Linked DNA regions of Oryzias latipes: region 1 is linked to region 2. A link is a contact called in public Hi-C data. All regions are on one chromosome and are shown on one strand. The core of a region is the stretch at or near the end of the contact, and the rest is flanking DNA. Distances in the headings are between cores, read along the strand shown. Region 1 overlaps adk (adenosine kinase). Region 2 overlaps adk (adenosine kinase).

The links. Hi-C and Micro-C count contacts between places; a contact is called where the count stands out from the background.
Region 1: a contact with region 2 is called in a Hi-C map of fibroblasts, with 2.9 times the contacts expected there. The contact joins two enhancer-like sites. A contact is called at or near these places in 2 of 5 Hi-C or Micro-C datasets (embryo and fibroblasts).

The regions. Positions count from the first base shown.
Region 1 is chr19:10,134,182-10,140,528 of ASM223467v1, forward strand. adk (adenosine kinase) reads left to right here. Exons shown (of 10, transcript XM_020711872.1): 6 at 199-307. Among protein-coding and RNA genes, the nearest start is that of LOC111946377, 9.6 kb to the left of the region's middle. Within about 2 kb of position 2,375, at least 5 of the 8 cell types and tissues checked have an H3K27ac peak or open chromatin away from gene starts, as enhancers often do. A contact at or near this core is called in embryo, where this site is marked.
Region 2 is chr19:10,082,530-10,088,411 of ASM223467v1, forward strand. All of the region lies in intron 3 of adk (adenosine kinase), which reads left to right. Among protein-coding and RNA genes, the nearest start is that of adk, 13 kb to the left of the region's middle. Within about 2 kb of position 2,397, at least 4 of the 8 cell types and tissues checked have an H3K27ac peak or open chromatin away from gene starts, as enhancers often do. A contact at or near this core is called in embryo, where this site is marked.

The sequences.
Region 1 (6,347 bases), core at 1,125-3,624, 52 kb after region 2:
GAGAGTTACTTTTCTAAAGGAAATAAATCTAGATTTCACCTGAGTTCAGACACTGAAGAGGAAACTGTTATCATCCTTTTATATCTTCAAGGAACAAAGAAAATTCTGGGGCTTCTGGGCGTTTTTTTTTCTTTTTTAAGGACAAAATTAAGATGGATGACAAGCGAGGCAGAAGATTTATGGGGTCTGTCTCCACAGGTCCCTTGTTGCTAACCTGGCAGCGGCAAACTGCTACAAAAAGGAAAAACACCTGGACTTGGACAGCAACTGGGAGCTGGTGGAGAAAGCCAAAGTCTATTATATTGCAGTAAGTGAGACCTTCTACATTCAAAATGATTGTTCCCCAACTATTGCCAACAGAGGACAAAATGTTAAGAGGCTTTATTCAGGAAATGCCTCAGCACGCCTTCTGCATTGTCAATATAACCATTCATCCTTTGTTGAGTGAAATGAGCTATGTTACCTATTGACACAATACAGCTCCATTTTCCCCCATTTTCTTCTTGTCTTTGTGCACGAAGCTGCAGCACAGTGTGAAATTGCTCTACATGTAATGCATTCATTCATTTCTTTTAACATGGGGACAAACCAACAGGTGCTGCCAAAGTGTGAAAATTGATTATGCAAGTTCATTCGGCTTTAACCCTCCTACACAGTCTTCCCCTTACAGACAAAACACAGCGCACAGATTGAGCAGGACAAATGTAGTTTATAGACGTTCACACACATACACACAAGCGGCCCTGCTGAGGTAATGTCTTCACATGCAGCTTCTAGAGTAGGATGGCCCGCCTCGGTCGTGTTTCACTGTTTGGGATTATATTTAATTCCAGCAGATTACCATTTTCCCTCTCATCTCAGGCACAAATGATAGCCCTGAAATCACACTACATTCCAAATCTTTAAACAGTTCATTATCAACATAAATCAGCATTACAGCCCAGCCATCAACACACTCCCTGGCACATTGTCCCAAGTGAAATTCCCCGTGTGCTCTCCCCCACGTTACCCACAAGCCCTCTAAACAGGAGTTAAAGATGATGATGTAGTGCAATAATGATGGCGTTTCCATAATTAGCCACCCAGTTGGAGAAATAAAGACCAACACGAAAATTAAGTAAGGAAAAACAACAACAAAAATACAAAGAGTTGCTGTCGGTGCTTGCGCTACAGAGCAGATTTGTCGGCGTATGTGTGGTCTCATTTTTAGCCTCTGCTTCGCATTAGCAAACACGGCACATCCTCTGCAAATTGGCAGTTGGGTTTTGCCCACATCCGACCGTCTTGTGCACAGGGAAAAGCTTCCGTGGGATTTGAGGGGGGATAGAAGGGCCACAAATGGGTGTTTGTCAGTGCCTGGAATCTAAAAAACACGGCGTTCTGTGTTCCTCCAGGGCCTCTTTGTCAAAACAGAGGGATCACTCGCTTTATTAGACTTCTAAGGTACTCGTCTAGATACAGCGCCACGGCAATTCCCATGTTGTACTGCATGACGAGTCTAGACTGGAGCCTCCTCTTTCCATTAACCTCGTCAAGAGCAGTTAGAAGTATTTAACTGCTTTAAATTCATATTGTAGATTTCTCCCCTTTCACCGCACTGAGCAGTTCTGTATATTTACATGCTTTGTTGATCTCCATCCCACTAATACCAGGTGGTTTTTGTGGTCATGTTCTGCAAATTAAGTCACCGCAAAGTCCACATGTGTGTGTTAGCATGTTATTTTCCCCATACATGTGTTGATGTTTGTCAGAGCATGTGAGTTCAAGGGGCTGATTGATGATCCCTGGCAGAGGCTCTCAAGGTGGCCGCTGCGATGCGGCAGGATTGGATGAAAACGGCATTATTGGAGAGCTCTTGCAGCCCGCCTGGCTCATCCGGCAGCGGTGGCAGCAGCAGGGCTGGTGGCAGACGCAGAGCGGGGAGGCAGCACTGCCGTTTTTTCACAAAGAGAGAGGGTTTTGAACTCCTGCCAAATGTTTGGTGGCAGGCTGTTGCTAGGAAATCTGAGTCCTTAGGCAAATCATCGCACAAAGATCAACAACAAAAGGCGAGGGGGGGGAAAGAAGGAATGGCTAAATCCATTTCAGGCACGTCTCTTTTTCCTGCTGAATGCCATCGCCGCCGCCGTGTGTACAGTTAGTTCTTACCCTGGAAATTGTAAACATCAGAAACGGAGGGTGATGTGTTGTGAGGAGGGAAGATGAGTGACTCTAATTGGTGGGGGTGATGTGTGCACGCTGGCCCAGTTAGCCTCTTTCTCCTCCTCCTCCCCTGCACCTCCTTTCTTTTGCTTCCACTTTCCTTCCATCCCATCCCCCCTTGGCCTTCTATGGACACCCCTCCCTCCTCCTCTTCCTCCCGCTTCTCCTCTCCGTTTGCTGTCTTCTTTGCTTCTCTCCTGCTCTCAGACACACATACGTTGCTGTTTAACACACACAGCGTGCACATACACATTCTGCAGCATACCACTGGCTTGTTGTTGGGTTTTTTTATACCACTGAGCGCTTTGCCCTGTAATTTGATCTGCACTGCTTGATGCATCTTCCATGATGCCACTTTGAATTAACCTATATCTCTACTTGGCCCCTGCTAATAAAATGACCTCTACTCAAATAAGCCATTTACATTCAAGGAGAAAGAAAAAGCACATCTCATGGTCAGTGTAACTAAGAGGCATGGAGTCGAGGGGAGAGGAACAAGACAATTGACTGTGAAAAGTCCTGTTAATGACTGGGCACAGATGGTCAGAAATAACCCAAGGATAGACGGAGGAGACGCTCGCCCCTGCCAGCCCGCCTGCTACACAGAACTCGCCCAATGCGACACAAGCTGCAAAACCGTTAGGTCACAAATCGGATCACAGCTGTTAGCTTGCAACCCTACGATAGGCTGGAAGAGGTTGGGTGTGCCTGAAGGGGAAACTAGCTAGTGCACCTTTTTGTTAAAAACCCACTCAGATGAAAATCATGTTTTTGGTGTTTTGAACATGTTCTTGTTGCATTTTTATAATGATGGAGAACATATTTAAAGAAGTACCGAGTATTTCCTTATTCAAATCGTGAATCAGGAGCAACTGATTCAGGAGCTTTATCCAACTGCAGAAAAATGCAGTTGGATAAAACTGTAGCAGTGACGCAGGGGCCATAATTGGCAGGCCACAAGCTCCCTGCTCCGCTCCTTTCCGATGCTTCATTTTGCAGACAAATAGTTCCATGTACGCCTTCGTTTTTGTCCTCCAAGCTGACATCTAGATCAAAACGTTATGGCTGGATAGTTCTGATGATGCTGTCCAGTTTTGTTGCACCGCTGATGTTAAGTTGGAGGTGTGAGGGACTGTAAGCTAGCGGGAGAGAGTGTAAACAAAGAGATGATGGGAAATAAGAGTAGGCTCACTTCATGCCAACGGTCCCATCCACAACTCTGGGGGTTCTGTGACACTAAAAACGGTATAATACTAAATAAAAGACCAATGGTAATGCTTTTAAAGTAGATCAAAAGATAAATGGAGTGGGACCTGAAGCAGCACAGCCAGTTGAACACTCACTGTTAACACTGGCGGACTTTATATAACATTAATTGGCAGTTCCATTCTTCCCGTCACTGCAGGGGAAAACTAAGTTCAACTTCAGCCACTGTGGCATAATATGCAAGTGGAAAAAAAAAAAAAGAAAAGGCAGGAAGAGAAAAAAAAATGCAGTACTGGCACTGCAAGGAGAACGTCAGCCTGCTTACTCCCAAGAGTGACACACACATTGTTACTCCACCCCACAGCCAAAAAAGCAAAGGAAAAATCATTTCAACACATCTTACTGACACCTCATCAGCCAGCTGAAGGCCTGATTAGCACAGAGGTGAACTGCAGCAGCGACTGTCCAACTCGGGACTTTGTCCTGATGCTGACCTTGAGACTCTTCCCGCTGTCCTTCTGCTCTCTGTCTCCCCACTGCTCTTTATCTCCAACATTCATCCCGTCTTCCCCCTGCCTTTTCTGCCCCAGCCCTTCTCTGTTTTCCACCTTTTCCAAAACACTGCACCACTTTTGCTCTGCCCCTGTCCTTCCGAACAGTCGTGAAGGGATCATGCAGTGAAATGCAGGCATGGGAGAGAAAACAGGAGGGAGGATGGAGAGGTGGGGGGGTGGTGGTGGGGGGGGTACTGGCAGGCTCCCCTTTTGTCTGCAGGCGATCAGTTACAGTCTTGGTTGCCGATGAAATTTAATCCCCACCACATTTACATGCCAAGTTTGACTTCTGGCAAGCCTTATCAAATAGATTTGTAAATCATTTCATTTTTATTAGAATCCCATCTCAAGGGATTGCCTTTTTTTCTCTCGACTCTGTGTGTTTTTGGTATGTGTACAATCTGGGCCCACTGGTGTTAAGATTTGAAAGCCAGCCCCCCCCCCCCCCCTTTTTCTTTTTTTACTTTCGGGGGTGGGGGGACAAAGAGCAATGGGTGCCAAGTCCCGTCTCTCACCGGCCAAGCCAGCGTGTCAGCATGCCTCTCATCTCTGGAGGTCATGTCACAGGACGGACAACTGCTCTGATGCGTCCCAGTGTCTTTAGCAGAGTACAACTTAAAGTGCGCCTAATCAAACGTTTCATAACTGCCTGCAAATGTCTCATGATTTTGAATTCATAATTGATTAATTACAAGTCGACCACATCTCATCATATTCTCTGGCTGTTTCATATTTTTCTCCTGCTGGCTTGGACCAATTATAGGATTTTAATCTTGAGGCAATCAAGTGATAAGGGTGAAGCAGTTAGTGTTTGCTCTCACTATATAATCCTCTTGGATGTTAAACATGCATCCGGGAGCTGCATTTTGTCAGAAGCCTATGTGTGGAAGTGCACCTGCCTAATTGAGTGGTAATAAACTGTCAGGAGAGAGTGTGTGTGGTGATTGGCTCTTGGCAGGGTGTCCTTTGCTGGTGGGATGTATGGGTTGGCCCAGCCCTGCTGGAGCATCAGCCACCTCCACACCCTACAGGCTTGAGCGGGTGGAGTGTGGTAAATTAGGGTGGAAAGGCCAACGATGCTCGCTGCAGACACATGCTGTGGCTTTCACTCAGCTGCAGTATTTATTAAGGCAATAACATTTCCTTAAAAAAAAAAAAAAGGTTTTTGACAAAAATTTGAAATCAATAATTAGATTTCTCCTCCAAGTTCTTAATTATCATCAGGTCCTCCATCATCAGAAAAATGACACAAGAACATGTTAAAAACACAATTTTCCTTGTAGAAGTCTTTTTTAATTGTTATTTAGTTCTGCAGAATAATTATTTTTCAGTTTTTTATAATGATGGTTTGGAGTTCATGAAAGAGCAAAGTCTCAAAAGATTGAAAACAAAAGATTTTGCTTTTCTATTGTAGAAATGGATTAAAGAATTAAATAGACAAGGGAATATACTGTATGTATATATATATGGATATCTCTCTCTCTCTCTCTCTATATATATATATAGATAGATAGATAGATAGATAGATAGATAGATAGATAGATAGATAGATAGATAGATATAATAATGCTTTCTTTTCATTTTTGCTGGTGTATGAGATCACAAAGAATGTCATGATAGAGCTACATCAACACTTCAGGGGAAGGTCTCTGGGAACTGCAGAAGAAAGCCTCAGCGAACCCTCTAACACGACGGCGATCAGGAACGGTCAACGAGATTAGGCCGGAAATAGTAATCACTGAAAAATATCAACACTTTCAGAGTCCGTCTAGATCTAAGCCCGTGAAGAAATGGAAGACCTTGAGGTTTACGAAAAAGAAACTTCAAAGAAAAAAGAGGTTTGCTAGAAAAGATCTGTCCAAAAACCCACCTTAGAGATCATCCAAGCAGATATGGGGGTTAAAATGGACACACTTAACCATGCAAGCCCTGAGTTTATTTGAAATCTCCAAATGTCGTAACTTTTAACTTGTTGTGTTAAATAAAAATAAGAAATAAAAGCACAGTATTGTCTGTTTTTGGTTGACTCAAAGAATAAATCGTTAATAGTCATTGTTCTAAACGAATGGCTTATTAGTGTGTGTTTTTTTGTTTTGTTTTGTGCTTATTGCTATCTTGGCTGGATATAAATTTACCACACATTAATCTTTGTAAAAATGGCTGAATAGGCAATTTTAAAATATCTGTCTGTAAACACAAGATTTCCTGTAAAACTAAGAAAGTTGCATTTTTAATCAGAACTGATGGGGACTGTCAACTATGGGTGGCACATCCCTAGTGGTTAATAGAGGAACTGCACCCTGTTCACGTTATTTTTATTTTATTTTTTAATATTTGTATTTGTCCTCTCCAGCAGCAGAAAAAACAGGTAAGACCTGTTTTTTT
Region 2 (5,882 bases), core at 1,147-3,646:
CTTCCAGCATGTTTAAAGTTCAAACTGGGCCATATGGTCGCCACAGCAAAAGACGCTGGTGGAATTATTCACATGGAGCGCTCTGAATCGCCCAGATCCCGGTATCCACCTCCAAGATAAGGGGAACGTCTCAAAGGCTTTGTGCTCGAGCTTCAAATCTCAATCCTCGAGAGAACGCCAGAAGCCCCCATCCTTGCGTGCCTTTTTCCCACTCCTCTTCCCCTCTCCCTCGTATCCTCACACACTCCCACAAACACACAGCACAATGTGACAAACGCCACCCTCTGCAGCGCGAAGCCAAAAAACCTGTGACATTTCTGAGGAAATAAGATGAACTCATCCTTCTCGACCGGTTTCATCCCCACCGCCTAATCCTTGAGTGCAGCCTAATTACGTACAAACAGTAGTCTTCAGCTAATGCCAACAAATGGCTGTTGCTGCTGCTGGATCGGCCGATTATTAAAGGGATGCACATTTGTTGGTTCTGCATTCTAATGCAATTACTCACCCATTATGACCATGTAATTGTGCAGTCATTAATTGTGCATCCAGTGTGCAACGCAGTTGTGTGTGTTTTCTTTTTTACACAAATGAACCGGGGGTACCTGAATAATGACGATATTGTAATGCGTTTGTGCAAATCAACATTTACCCATCAGTGCAGTCTATTAGAGGGTGTCAGAGGACAGGGAACAAGGCCTCAGTCGCTCTTTGAATCATGACTCATTTGTGCTCAGTGCTTTTATGTGCCTCGTTCTTTGCCATCTATTCTCACCCCGCCTTAATGTTCCAGCGATAAGAATTTCCTATTCATTCTGCATTCTTCATCTGCTGCGCGAGAGAGGCAGACTCTACAGGTATTGAATGAAAAGTACATCTATTTCTGAGTGGGTTGCACAGGCATGGAAGATAATTATTGATTTGAAATAAGAAAAGATAAGGCTCAACCTTGAGCAGCCCAGCGATAGCACACAGAACAGAATAATTAATGGGCCTGTCTTGTGTCGGGACAAGCTTTCACTCCCAGACGTAGCGTATTGATCCTAAACAGATAAACTGTGTAACCCTTTGTGAAGGGTTTGACAAACAATTTAATTGGAGAGAAAAAAACAACAATATTCCTCACCCTTTCCATCTCCCTTTCGTCACATCCCTGAGTGGTTTTTCCTCCCCCTGACCTATGGAAACAATTACCTGTGCATCCGTCCTTCTAGTGCCTCTGGACTACCAACGAAAGGCTGGTATTGGATGCACTTACTGATTGGGGAATCTAATCAATGAAGGAACTTGTCTCCACTCCAGATGGCCATGTTGAAACTGTGATTTCCGAAGCCTTTTAGCCGCATTTCTCTGCAGAAAACATCCGTTTAAATATACCTGTAGCTTTTTTCCGACGCACCTTCTACAAAGGAGGACAGCGAAGACACGTCGATCCTCTCCTGATTAGGGATCGGGACAGCTTGATCATGTTTTTCATGCCTGTCCCTGTGATTTGTAAGCTGTTTAAATGTGAACGAGGCAATTAAATGAGAACGAACGGCGCGTAGGAGAATGGGTGCTACGGTGATCATTAACAATGAATTACCCCGGTGTGCACTCAAACACTTGGGGAGGACTTTCAGGCAGACCACTCTGGAGGATCCAGATCCAATCTAGCCATTGATTAACAGAGACTTGTTCTTCCTGTGAAATCACTCGACTGGGATTTTAGAGCACTCATCCAGTCTTATAGAGATAGGCTAACATCAAAGGCGAATGAAGAGGGATTGGTTAAATGGGCTCGCCTTGCCCTCCATGTAAGAGATTTAGAAGAGCAAATCTTGAATTATTGCCTCATGTAAATAGTCTACTTGCCTTTTTTTTGTAAAGCATTTGTGAGGAGGGGGGACTTGTGAGTCTCTTGGATAGAGAAGTACTTAGAGGCTCTCATATTTCCCTTGATGGGAAACAACGGTGGGGGGTTCAATCCCCAGGAATGTAAACACCAAAATGTCTCTGAGTTATGTGAGCTGCCCCTACCATTGGGGCAGACTTGTTGTTTGGTGTGTTTGTATTTAAAACACTATTTCAAGAGTGATATCCAGTCGGTGTCAATAGCAGCCTCTTGTAAAGCACATGTACTCTATATGTTGGTGAAATGTGCGCCACAGTTGAAATTGCTTTTCCTTTGAGCAACACCAACAGGTTTTAAAGGGTGAGGTGAGTAGCTTTAGACATTTTTTTTTCAAAAAACAATTTCTGTCCTCATGCTCACTCCTATCAAAGGGTGAGCCCCGACTGCAGTAGATGGAAAGGGATTTTCTATCCATAAATGGCCATGGGGGCCTTTTACGGTGTCGCTGCTGAGGGATCACATGATTTTTGAGGGTGTAAAGGTCTCCGGGCAGCTGCTCCTTTTTCGGATTGGATTTTTTTTTTCTTTTTTTCAAGGCGTCCAAGAGCAGGGCCCCATGCTGTCTGCACTGAAAGGTGGAGCAAATACTTCTAGTGAGGAAAAAAAAGTTCAAATGCTCAGAAACTGCGCCTCCATTTGAAATGGGTGTAGAGTCCCTCGGCTACATTCATTGCTATAAACATCCACAGAGCTCAAATTTTTTCCTTTTTGTCGAGGACTCATAACAGGTGTCTGAGGAAAGATTTTTTTTCTCTTTTGCTTAGCATATTTTCCACTTGCATGGAAAGTATTTTTTTCTTTATTAGGAACATTGTGCCCCGGGCAGACCCTTTGCCTTGAGAAACGATATGTAGACTTTCTTTGAAGAATTTGTGGGTACTTTCACACTAACTCAAAATTCGACCATGCCTCGTTAAAGCAAGGTTATGCCAGGTATTGAACCTGTTTCCACTCATGTTGGTTTGTCATAATGCACTCTGCATATGGATTTATCCAGTCTGTGGCACTGGGATTTTATAAAAACTGTACACGTCCTGTTAAAGATTAAAATTCATATGTTTTTCCTCCTAAAAGTGAAGCCATAAAATACATTTTAAATCCCCAAATGCATTTGAACATAACATAAGCCAGCATCAAGCTTTTTCCACAACAATTACCTCCACTCTGTAAATATAAGATGAAATTACACACGGCACCAGAGGGAATGATATGGTCCACCTTGACCTATTTAGCATGTCATGTGATGTCCCCCCCTGCACCTCTGTTGTAAATATGCTTCAAAGGAACAGCCTGCGATGTAGAGTTATGGGAAAAAAGCCAAGCAACTCCTAATATAGCATGTCATCTTCACTGCAGTTGGGTCAATTACCCTAGCAGGGTGGACACGTTTATATACTTGGCCCACTAGGAGACTGTTTATGTGAAGAATGTGGAGAATACACATTATTCATGTTCCTGGCTCCAAGGAAAAAGCCTCTGCTGCGGAGCCCAGCTTTGCATCATGTTGCGCCTAAGCGCCAAAGGTATTGATGTTCAAAATGACAATATGATGGGAAAATGCAAAAACGGAAAGAACTGCTTTCAGTATTTGTCAAGTGTGCTTCTGTGGTTTATGTGTAAACGCTGCAATTGTTTATCTCCCGTTTCCCAATGGAAGCCCTGTTTCCAATTCCCATTTTATTTCACTTGTTCCAGGTATTTGATAAAATTTCAACATTTTCTCAACATAAAAAGACTTGGTTCTTAAATTCGTGTAAGTTTTAGCTAATGTAGCTAATGTTGTGGGCCAACAACTCACATCTTTTTTAGTAAAAAACATTTGGTGAAATAATGACAGAAAAACGATGTCCAATTAACAAAATAATTCCTTTAAAGTTGGCAATTTTATTTCCTTTTCTGAGGTGAAGTCCTTTTATTTTGCATTGTGTATTTAATGCTGGGTTGTAACGCTGGCACGGCAGTGTTGATGCTCAAATGTCAAGCAAACATTGCAGAAATCTCTTTTTGTTTTAACTTCTGAACTGCATTTTAGGGAATATCTAAACAGGGAGATTGTTCACTCATGTTTTGGGTGTTTTTAACATGTTCTGGTAACATTTCTGTCATGATGGAGGACATATATAAAGAAAATTTAAATGGAAACTGCGTTTCTGAGTATTTCTTAGAAAAAGTGCAGTTTAAAACTTAAACAATGGCTGAAAACAAACCGGTCCTGCAGACGTTTATGATATTATAGCTTTTCTTGGATTTTTTTAGACTCCTGATTTATTGTAAATATCTTTATCACTGATATTGTGCTATTGTATTGTGCTGTAAATGTAATTGTTGAACATTTTATCCTGCCTTAGGACAACGGATGAAAGTTAGTTCCTGTGCTAACCCTGGCATATTTATGTTGAAGCAGCTGCTGAAACATTGTTTAATATGCACTGTCCTAATTAAAAAACAAAAAACAAAACTGGTAGCAGTGACGTGGGTGCTACGGTCAGTGGGCCACAAGCTCCATTGTGATGCATCCAGTTGTAGACGACTAGATCAATGTACTTCTTGATTTTCCTTTTCCGATCTGGCATCTGGCTCATACATGTACAATATTGCTCGCCGTTTTTGTTGCCTCAGTAATGTGAGCTTGGGGTTGTGAGGGGCTGTAAAGCTGGTGGGAGAGAGTGTAAAAAAAAGAGATGATGGGAAACGAAGGCAGGCCCACTCAGCACTAACTGTGTAAGCAACAACTCAGAGGCAAATTTCTGACGAACTTTTGCTGCTCCGCAGAAACTACGTCCTAGTAAATGACAGGGCTTATTCATTTTGGCTATAAAACGGCATAATCATAACTAAAAGACCAGCAGAAGACTTACAAATGTTTCATATTCCTAAATATTTTTCTGAAATGTTTTTTCTTGAAACCTAAGAGTTAATGTGTTGGTCTCAAAATAATGCTCTGCAGTGTTAAGTGACCCCATGTAAAGTCCAACATATGTTGAGCACGCTCATTTTAGAATGTAGAGGCTCTAAATATTGTCCTATAGGCATGTGCAAAACAGGTCACGAGGTTGTTTGTAGCGCTGACTGATGCACCTATGCATGCTTTGTTGGCCAAGATTTAATTATTATTTTTTGCACAAATTCATGAAGTGGAGAAAACAAATCACAAACCTGGTGTACGTGATGCAATAAAAGACCAAAAATGTCACTATAGCTGTAGTTTTCTGTAGTGCTGATAGCATTTCTTTCTTCATACCAGTGTCTTTAGACTTTCTGTGAACTCTTGTTTTTGTTCTCAACAATTTCAAATTCTTTTGACTCCTTTTTATCGCTTGGTCGTGTATTTACACACCACCTTCATATTTCACATATCTTACATTTTATGTGACACAATTGTCCACTTCTCAGTCAAAGGAGATCTAACTAAGAAAAGGTCAAAGAAATGGAAACAGATGGCTTAGTTATGAAAGAATACAGGAAAAAAAGTACATTGTTAAAACATTAACTGGGGTGTAATGTTTTTATTGTGTCTGTCAATGACCAGCTTCAGCCATATCAGATTTTTTTTCTAGCCATTATTCATCTCTTTACCTTATGAACATTGTTTTTTTGCCTTTTACAGCATCTACGCAAACTGCATTGGAAATTGTATAGACTGCTGGTGTCCTTATACAAATTTCTGATGTCTTTACTTCTGGATGAACCGCCTTTATGCTACATTCACACGGGCCCAAAAAACGATCTTAAAAATGTGCAAATCTGCACGTGAACGGAAGAGTTTTGATCGTGGAAGCTCGTAACCCGCATTTACGTGCATTTGCAGAGACTTTTCATTGATGCGCGTTAAAAAATGATAGAAAGCCCAGTTCTTGAACGCAGTATGCAATGTTCACACAGGACTGCTGCTACCTGAGACTCTTTGTTAGAAGAGGCGCGGTGAGAAATGTAGAAAGGATCCAAAACTCATTAATTTTGCACCAGACTCTCTCTTTCACAGCTCTAT